2 separate regions of the Mus musculus genome follow, and region 1 is linked to region 2. Evidence: chromatin contacts called from public promoter capture Hi-C data. All regions are on one chromosome and are shown on one strand. Each heading gives the region's core, a stretch centred on a gene start, on an enhancer-like site or on the middle of the called end of the contact. The rest is flanking DNA. Distances are from core to core; before and after follow the strand shown.

Region 1 (3,808 bases), core at 1,268-3,767, 2.2 Mb before region 2:
CTCATCAATCCTATCCATAAAGAGAGATGTAAGAACATGTTGAACAGTGGTTCGAATCCCATCACAGGCAGCAGGTGGCCCTTTGGGGGCGGGGGGGATTTGAACCTCTGCCCCAATTTTTTCCTTAATTATTTATTAACTTTACATCCTGATAGCAGCTCCCCTCCTTCCTCTCCTCCCAGTCCCAAATCCAACCCCCTATTACACCCTCCCCTCCTCCTCATAGAAGGGGGAGCCCCCCTTGGGTACCACCCCACCCTGGGACATCTAATCCCAGCACACCCTCTCCCTCTGAGGCCCAACTAGGCAGTCCAAATTAGGGGAAGGGGATCCAATTCCTGCCCCTATTTTTTTTTTTTTAATAGTTATGCACTCTGACATTCTCTCCCATTTGAGTCTGGCTCATTGTTCATTCCTCGAATGGGAGCTCACCACTTTTTGTAAACACCTTTTTAGGATTTAAGTGCCAACTAGTTAGGAAGTTCTTCCTGACAAACACTTCCTCTCTGTGGCTTTCCCCAGCACTATCCCTACAGAAATGGCCAGCAGCTGGATGGATAAGGAGGATGGGGGGGGGGGAGTGGGGGGGGGAGTGGGGGGGGGGGAGACAGACAGAGCAAGAAACACACACACAGTGAGAGAGAGAGAGACAGAGACAGAGAGAAAGACAGAGAGACAAACAGAGAGACAGAGAGGCAGAGAGAAGGGGGGAGATATTCATTATTGGCCCTGGTAAGGAGACTGTAAGATAGCAGCCCTGAAACCTATCTGAGCTGTCTCTATCCACCCTGATTTCCTCTATGCAGCTGATGATCAGGCTCTAAAGCAGCCAGGTCTCTAAAAGGGGACATTCCTACACTGGGAGGCTATGTCTCCCTTTTGCCCTCTTCTAGCAGAGAAAAACCTGTTCAGCCTCTGTCCCATCAGCAAGTATGGGGAAGTGGTATGATCCAGAGCTATGGGGTCTTCAAGAGAGGTGCTCCAGGATGAGTACGGGCCAGGGTAGAGCTGGATTGACTAAATCCACTTCTAACTGAGGAAAGAGAGTCCCCACCACACAGCAACTTAACCAGAAAGACAGCTGTAGTTAGTAGAGAGCTGTAGTTACAGCTTTACCTAGAGAGAGCTACCTTCTTGGAAGACTCTGCTTTCTTAGAGTTGCTCACTCTGCCTTGCCAGAGCTGCAACAATATCTCAATACCAGGATGCCAAATGGTGTTCATTTCAAGTAGCAATACCAACGGATTAGTAGCAACTGCCTTGACTCTGAAAAGCTCCTGGTATCAATTTGTATTGTAGGCGACCCAGAAGTGAGCTCCTGCTCCAGGCATTTACTTTCTTTGTCTTCACCAAGCAACCCTTATTGGGTGAGCACACTGGACTCAGCATAGGTGGGTGAAATATGACCATCTGGGTAGACCCCCTACACACACAAACGCACACACACACACACACCCTGGCCTCCATTAGCACTATCTGTAAGGGGCCTTGGGAAACACCGACAGCCCAGAAGAGTTGCTCATTTCCAGTGCACTCAGGATAAGAGGCTTCTGAGCAAGCACAGGCCAGATTCATTTCCACAGTCTGCACTTCCATCTCCTGTTTATGTTACAGCATCCCCCGTGGGTCCCCTCCACTGCCTTATGTCACTGCAGAGATGTGTTTGGTGTGCTTTACCTAGTAGGGAAATATGTGTTTATCTTTTCAGGCAGTGGATAAAGCTCCTTGATATTTCTCCAAGACTCAAAGCAGGGCAGAGGAAATCGGGACACCAGGGTGTAGTGGGGAAGAGATAAACACATAATTCCCCTTTCCCGGGAAGAGGACGCTTTTCATTGCCCCGGGGAAAGAGCAGTCTCATGCAGCTGTAGGGAGTGCCCAAAGGCTCTGTAAATACAGGCTTCATAGAAGAAAAAAAGCTCTAGTTTTTCTAGAGTCTGCTTTTGCCCTCAAAATCACTGCAACCATCCCCACTTTGTACCAGCCTAGCTGACCTTGTTCGTCCTTGCTGCAGGGGTTATGGGGACAGTGAGAGAGCCCCCAAGGCTGGAAGTCCAACGACTGGGTTCACGCCCTGGTTGCCTAAAGCCTCAATTTTCTATCTGTAAAATGGGATTTATCTTTACACTTGCGGAGTGTAAGATAAATACCATTCTATGCCAATAGAAAGGAATCGACGCTCAATGTCCGGTTAACAGCAGGATACCTGGGAACTTGGGGTGGAGATGGAGACAACGCTGCTGGAATCCGGGAGTGACCGCCTGCCCTGCAAGTTCCAGCTCAGGGCCTACTATCCCCAGAACTCCTCTGAAGATGGCCGGGAGGGGGCAACTCCGAGCCTCCTGCAGCTGCTGCAGCCACAGCATTCCGGGCAGGTGTCAGGGCCTGCTCTGCTAGGGGGCCGACCTGGGCTAAGACTGACAATACCAGGAACCCAACAGCAAGCCGCAATCTCTGCACATCCATCCAATCGGTGCGGGTTGCGGGGCGCGTCTCTCTACCAATGGGAAAATTCGCAGTTGGATGGGGCGGGGCGGAGGCCTCGTCTCCGGCCAGGTCCGCTTTGCGCACGGGCAGCGGGAGGGGTAGGAGGGCTAGCCTGCTTGCTGGCTGCTCCAGTAGGGGAGGAGGAGTGTTCCCCCCCTCACCTCCTCACAAGCACAAGTTGTGGCCCCGGGAGCCACTTTCGGTGCTGGGCGCTGGAGAGGCCGCTCCCCGCGCACCGGGGGACCTGGGGACGCCTGTCTTGGGGGCGGAGGCCGCGCTGCGGAGCCGCCCACGCCGCGCGCCAGGTGAGCTCGGCCGGGTGGGCGGGGTCCGGCTGTGGGCCTGGGGCTGGACACTCGGGCCCCGGCCAGGATTAGGGGTAGGTCCTGGGGGAGCGAGCTGGTATAGTGTCTAGACTGAGATGCGGACTAAGATAGGGACAGGGTCCTGGGCTCGGACTTTAGGTCTGGGTGGGGCTCGGAAGCTGGTTCTTCTGCTCACCCGCGCTCTAGCACACGACGGGTCCCCAGAGACCCGGGTGGTTGGGGGCGGGTCCCTTTGTGCATGACCTCAGGGCTCTGTCCAACCTGGCTACGGCGCCGGCTTCAGCCTCCGGGCTGTTCAGCCTCCGGGATGAACTGGACCCAGCTCCCACAGCTTTGCCCTCCGCGAGCCACTGCAGAGCCTGCAAGCAGGGACCCGACGGCTATGGAAACTTTACCAGGACTCGGGCGGCGAGGCTGGGGAACTTCCCGGGGTGGTACGGCTGTTGGTGAGCGCAGGGTCTTGGCGATGCCAAGGGAATGTCCCTACGCAGCGACGATGCTCCTAAGGCCTCACAAAAGAGAGAGGAGGCGCTGCTGGGAATCCCTTGTCTGGTGTCCCTGCTTGAATCTCCTCCCTAGATACCCCTACATTCCTCAGTGGGACACCAGCCCTGGAGAATATGCAAGTCTGGAGTTGCTCTGCTTCAGGAGGCCTGGATACCATGGCTTTCCCCTTTTAATTTTTAAATAATTAAATGCTACTTATATTCAATATTTAACTATTTGTTTCAGTGTCAGGTATCAGTGTCTAAGGTACTAGGGGACTGTCTCTGAGGATTCAGACATTTAGAAATGATGGAAAAGAAAGAAAATGCTTCTGTTTGTGTTAACTCTTAGGCTAGACTCTTAATGTGGGCTAACAATCCGAAATGCAAAACACATGCTTACTTTTATAAAGCTAAGGGATGGAGCCATACCCAAATTGTCTTTGGGAATATCTTTTCCCTAAGTAGGACCAGCTATGCATTGAGTGCCTGTAATTCCACACTGGGATC
Region 2 (4,025 bases), core at 843-3,342:
TTCATTTGTCATAAAGTCTATGACATAGACTCTGGGAATTGGTGAAGGCTCACTACATCACACTGATCTGTAGAGGGCAGTGTTACCCAATTTCTCAAGCCACTGAACTCCACATTCAGCATTTCCGGGATCCCGTGTTTGAGCAAGAGTCTGTGTGCATGAGAAGTTCCCACAAGTGCACATTTTTCTTCTTCATGTAGATCTGTAGCGCAAACAGTCCCCCAGAAGGTATATTTATACTTAATTTTATTTTGGTCGTGTTTGCCTACTTGTTTGATCAGTTGTCACGAGGCATTGCTACAGCTCTCACTTGAGATTCCCCCTGTCTCAATCGGTTTTGGAAGCATACGCTCTTAGGTGACCTGTCCGACTTCGATTTAATTGAAATTTTTTACTAAGCTTTTCCCTCTCTGTACTAACGTTTTCAGAAGCAAACGTTGTCCTCATAGCACCCTCATTAACTGGGCGAAGGAAGAAATGACAGGTTTCTGGGTTCCACAAGGAAGCTAACGAGTAGCGATACACTAGAAACATAGGCTCACCACTCCACCGGAGAACATCTGCGGGGAGGTGGGTGGAAGCAACAGAGGGAGTTGCCGAAACTTGCGGGCTGTGGGATTAGCAGAGGTTCTGTTGCTGATTGGGCAGATTACTTACTGGAATTTTTGGCTTGACAGAATTACGCCCAGCCTGCGTGCCATTGCTTCCTCCGCCTTAAGCTTGATTTATAAACTGCGGCCACGGCTTCTTTTACCAAAACCTGCTGCTCCACTTCAGTCTAGCCTGAAAAGCTTGCTACTACGCCCCAGTCCTACCCAGTTTACTCCTGCTCTTAGATCCAGCCTCATCTGGGATAACGCTTGTGGAACTGAAAGACCCACAACGTGAGGACTCCCCCACGTTCTGACTCAGGAGAGGCGACACCCCAAAATCACCAACGAGAAACGGTCTTGCTGCAAATTGCAAGAGGATTTTTATTCAAGAGCGCTCTCGGGCCCACGGTCATACACCACGCAGGGGTAGAGGACTGTGGCGCCCCGAGTAGCTGGATAAGGGGGTATTTAAAGGAAGGAACCACAACTCAAGGAGGTGGGAAGGGCGTTGTTGGAAAATACCAAAAATACCAGTTAAGAGTCACAAGGAAGTACAGAGTCACAGGTGTCACAAGGAATACCTGGTAATTGTTAACTCTCAAGACAGTTTCTAAGAGCCCCTAACGATAGCACATTTGCATTGCAGGTTCCAGCAATGGTCAGAGTGGGTCAGGGTGACTTTCTTTGAATTAACACTCTTTGAACCCAGGAAGCCGGTGGGTGGAGGAATGTCGCTATCTGTTTTATGATTAGCATACCTTGGAGCACTGAGTTTACTACTCTTTCAGAACCATGGGAGTCAGATGAGCTCCAGCAGCAGTTTTTCCACTCACTAGTTGGGCGTGCTCCCTTGGTTCCGATTTGAGGGTTTAAGAAATGCCTGTCGCTCTAGGTCGTATTTCTGGCAAGGGGGGAGGGAGCACCCATAATAGGTGTGTGTTCAGTAAAAATCTACAGCCTGCCTCCATGTCCAGTATTTGTGCAGATCGTGGTTTCCCTCCCAAAGATGCCAGATCCCCTTAGATTACTAGACTGCAAGTGGGGAGCTTCATTTTATATTTAGATTTATGTGGATGAGTGTTTTCCACAGGCATCCAGTGCCCGGTCGAAAGTGTGTCGGACACCCTGGAATTGCAATTGTGAATAGTTGCTTGCTACCACGTGAGCGCCAGGCGCAGAACGTGGATCCTCTGCAAGAGCAGTAAGTGCTCTTAACTGTTGAGTGATCTCTCCAATCCCTGAGAACTACAAATTTTATCCTACTCTGGGCAGAGGAGCTGTAGGCTCCTGCCCAGCGATCACAAGCCTATCCAGCTCGCTGCCTTCTTAGCTTGTCCAATCCAACAGCACTCACTGACTAAGTAGACAACGGTGGGATCTCACCCCTCTGGGGTGCATACACCTCCCAGTAGCACCTACTGCGGTCAGCCACGCCCTGGTCTTGCACGGGGTGGGTGGGGTCTGCTGGTACACACATGCGCATTCCTTCCTCTTTCTCTCCCTGCAACTACACCTTCGCGTTTTGACTGTGAGTCCTTTTTGTCCCCTACTGCGTGCCGTGTGACTTCCCGGCGGACGTGCTGGCTGCGAAGCAAGATGGCAGCCACTGCGGCGGTGCCTGGCGCTGCGGCCGGCCGAGCGAGCAAACGCGGCGGCGGCGGCTCGGGCGGCGGGGGAACCCAAGGTGCGGAGGAGGAGCCGCCGCCGCCCCTCCAGGCAGTTCTAGTGGCCGATAGCTTCAACCGCCGCTTCTTCCCCATCTCCAAGGACCAGCCTCGGGTGAGCACCCGGCTCGCGAGCAGTCTGCCGGCCTCGAGGGTAGCGGGGCCGCAGGTTGCCACTGCAGCTGGTTAGTGAAGCGTGCTCTGGAAGTTACCCTCAAGTTGAGCTTATCTGGTTAGGAAAAGGTGGAGAGACCGACTGAAACCTCGGAGGCTGTCCGATCAGATGAGTAACTAGCACACATGGATTCTCGCAGGGCTATACACCCAGCCTTGGGAAGGATGGAGAGGGCTGTGTGTAGAATCAATGCTTGAAAGAAGGCTTCCCCGGGGGATTTAGTAGCACAAGAGGGGCCTCCACTGTCTTTAACCTTGCAGGACATGGGCAATTTAAAGAAATTGCTTTAGATAAAGGCAATGGTAATATATTCCTAAAGGAAAAAAGGCTAGCTCTCAGCAGGCTGTTTTCCTCCCATCTGCTGAAAGGGGACCCCAGTGGGTTGCCATCAGTCTAGGAATTACCTAGACATAGGAAATAGGCATTGCGCTTGCAGACTACTGGGTCGCTCAGCAATCCATAGTTCATTCAAATAGGGATTTGCCTTTGACTTAAGAATTCCTAATAGCCGGGCGTGGTGGCGCACGCCTTTAATCCCAGCACTCGGGAGGCAGAGGCAGGCGGATTTCTGAGTTCGAGGCCAGCCTGGTCTACAAAGTGAGGTCCAGGACAGCCAGGACTATACAGAGAAACCCTGTCTCAAAAAACCACAAAAAAAAAAAAAAAAAAAAAAGAATTCCTAAGGCTAACGACTGTTCATTTTTGACAAGTGTTTGAATGATTTCTGTGACTCTTAGTGGCAATAGAACAATAGAAGGAAATTCTATGAAGAAGACCTTAGTGCTTAGAGTTCTAGAGCTATGACTTAGGGCCAACATTTGTCCTTAATGCCAGCACTGGGCTCCTAGAACATGTTTGTGTCTGATACCATGCCTACTAGGCTCAAATTCCAGAGCCTTAGACTGACCCTTAGAGCCTGTTTGCTTTAGAATAAAAGGATAAAGTCGATTATAGTGTCTGCAAACCAAAGTATACCAAAGTATAATCCTGACTTGAAGATCTCAGACTTTTTCTTTCCTGCCCTATAGGTCCTCTTGCCCCTGGCCAACGTTGCGCTAATTGACTATACTCTGGAGTTCCTGACTGCCACGGGTGTACAGGAAACATTTGTCTTTTGCTGCTGGAAAGCTGCTCAGATCAAAGAACACTTACAGTAAGGCTTCATAATTTTTCCTTTCCAGGATTCTCCGTCTTTTTTCAGTTCTTCCAGGATAGAGTTGATGTGAGGAGGAGAACACTGAATCTGTTCTGAGCTCCTGTGAGGTTTAGTGTTCTCGTCACGTGTCCCGAGGTAAACTGCTGCAGCTTCCTTTGCCTTGAGGTCCCAGGGACCAAAATTAAAGGCTTGCCTGTGATTTTGAGTCTTTCTTTCTTTTTTTAATATATATTTTTTATTACGTATTTTCCTCAATTACATTTCCAATGCTATCCCAAAAGTCCTCCATACCCTGCCCCCCACTTCCCTACCCACCCACTCCCACTTTTTGGCCCTGGCGTTCCCCTGTACTGGGGCATATAAAGTTTGCAAGTCCAATGGGCCTCTCTTTCCAGTGATAGCCAACTAGGCCATCTTTTGATAATTTCTGAGTCTTT

The links. Capture Hi-C pulls out chosen DNA fragments and counts their contacts.
Region 1: a contact with region 2 is called in a promoter capture Hi-C map of liver, with 2.4 times the contacts expected there. The contact joins the promoter of Arvcf here to the promoter of Eif2b5 in region 2. A contact is called at or near these places in 1 of 39 promoter capture datasets (hippocampal neurons) and 1 of 9 other capture datasets (liver).

What each region holds. Positions count from the first base shown.
Region 1 is chr16:18,345,665-18,349,472 of GRCm38.p6, forward strand. Arvcf (armadillo repeat gene deleted in velocardiofacial syndrome) reads left to right here and starts at 2,518. Exons shown (of 18, transcript NM_001272029.1): 1 at 2,518-2,792. It also overlaps a transcript of Tango2 not described here.
Region 2 is chr16:20,496,725-20,500,749 of GRCm38.p6, forward strand. Eif2b5 (eukaryotic translation initiation factor 2B, subunit 5 epsilon) reads left to right here and starts at 2,093. Exons shown (of 16, transcript NM_172265.2): 1 at 2,093-2,372; 2 at 3,461-3,585. The coding sequence starts at 2,190.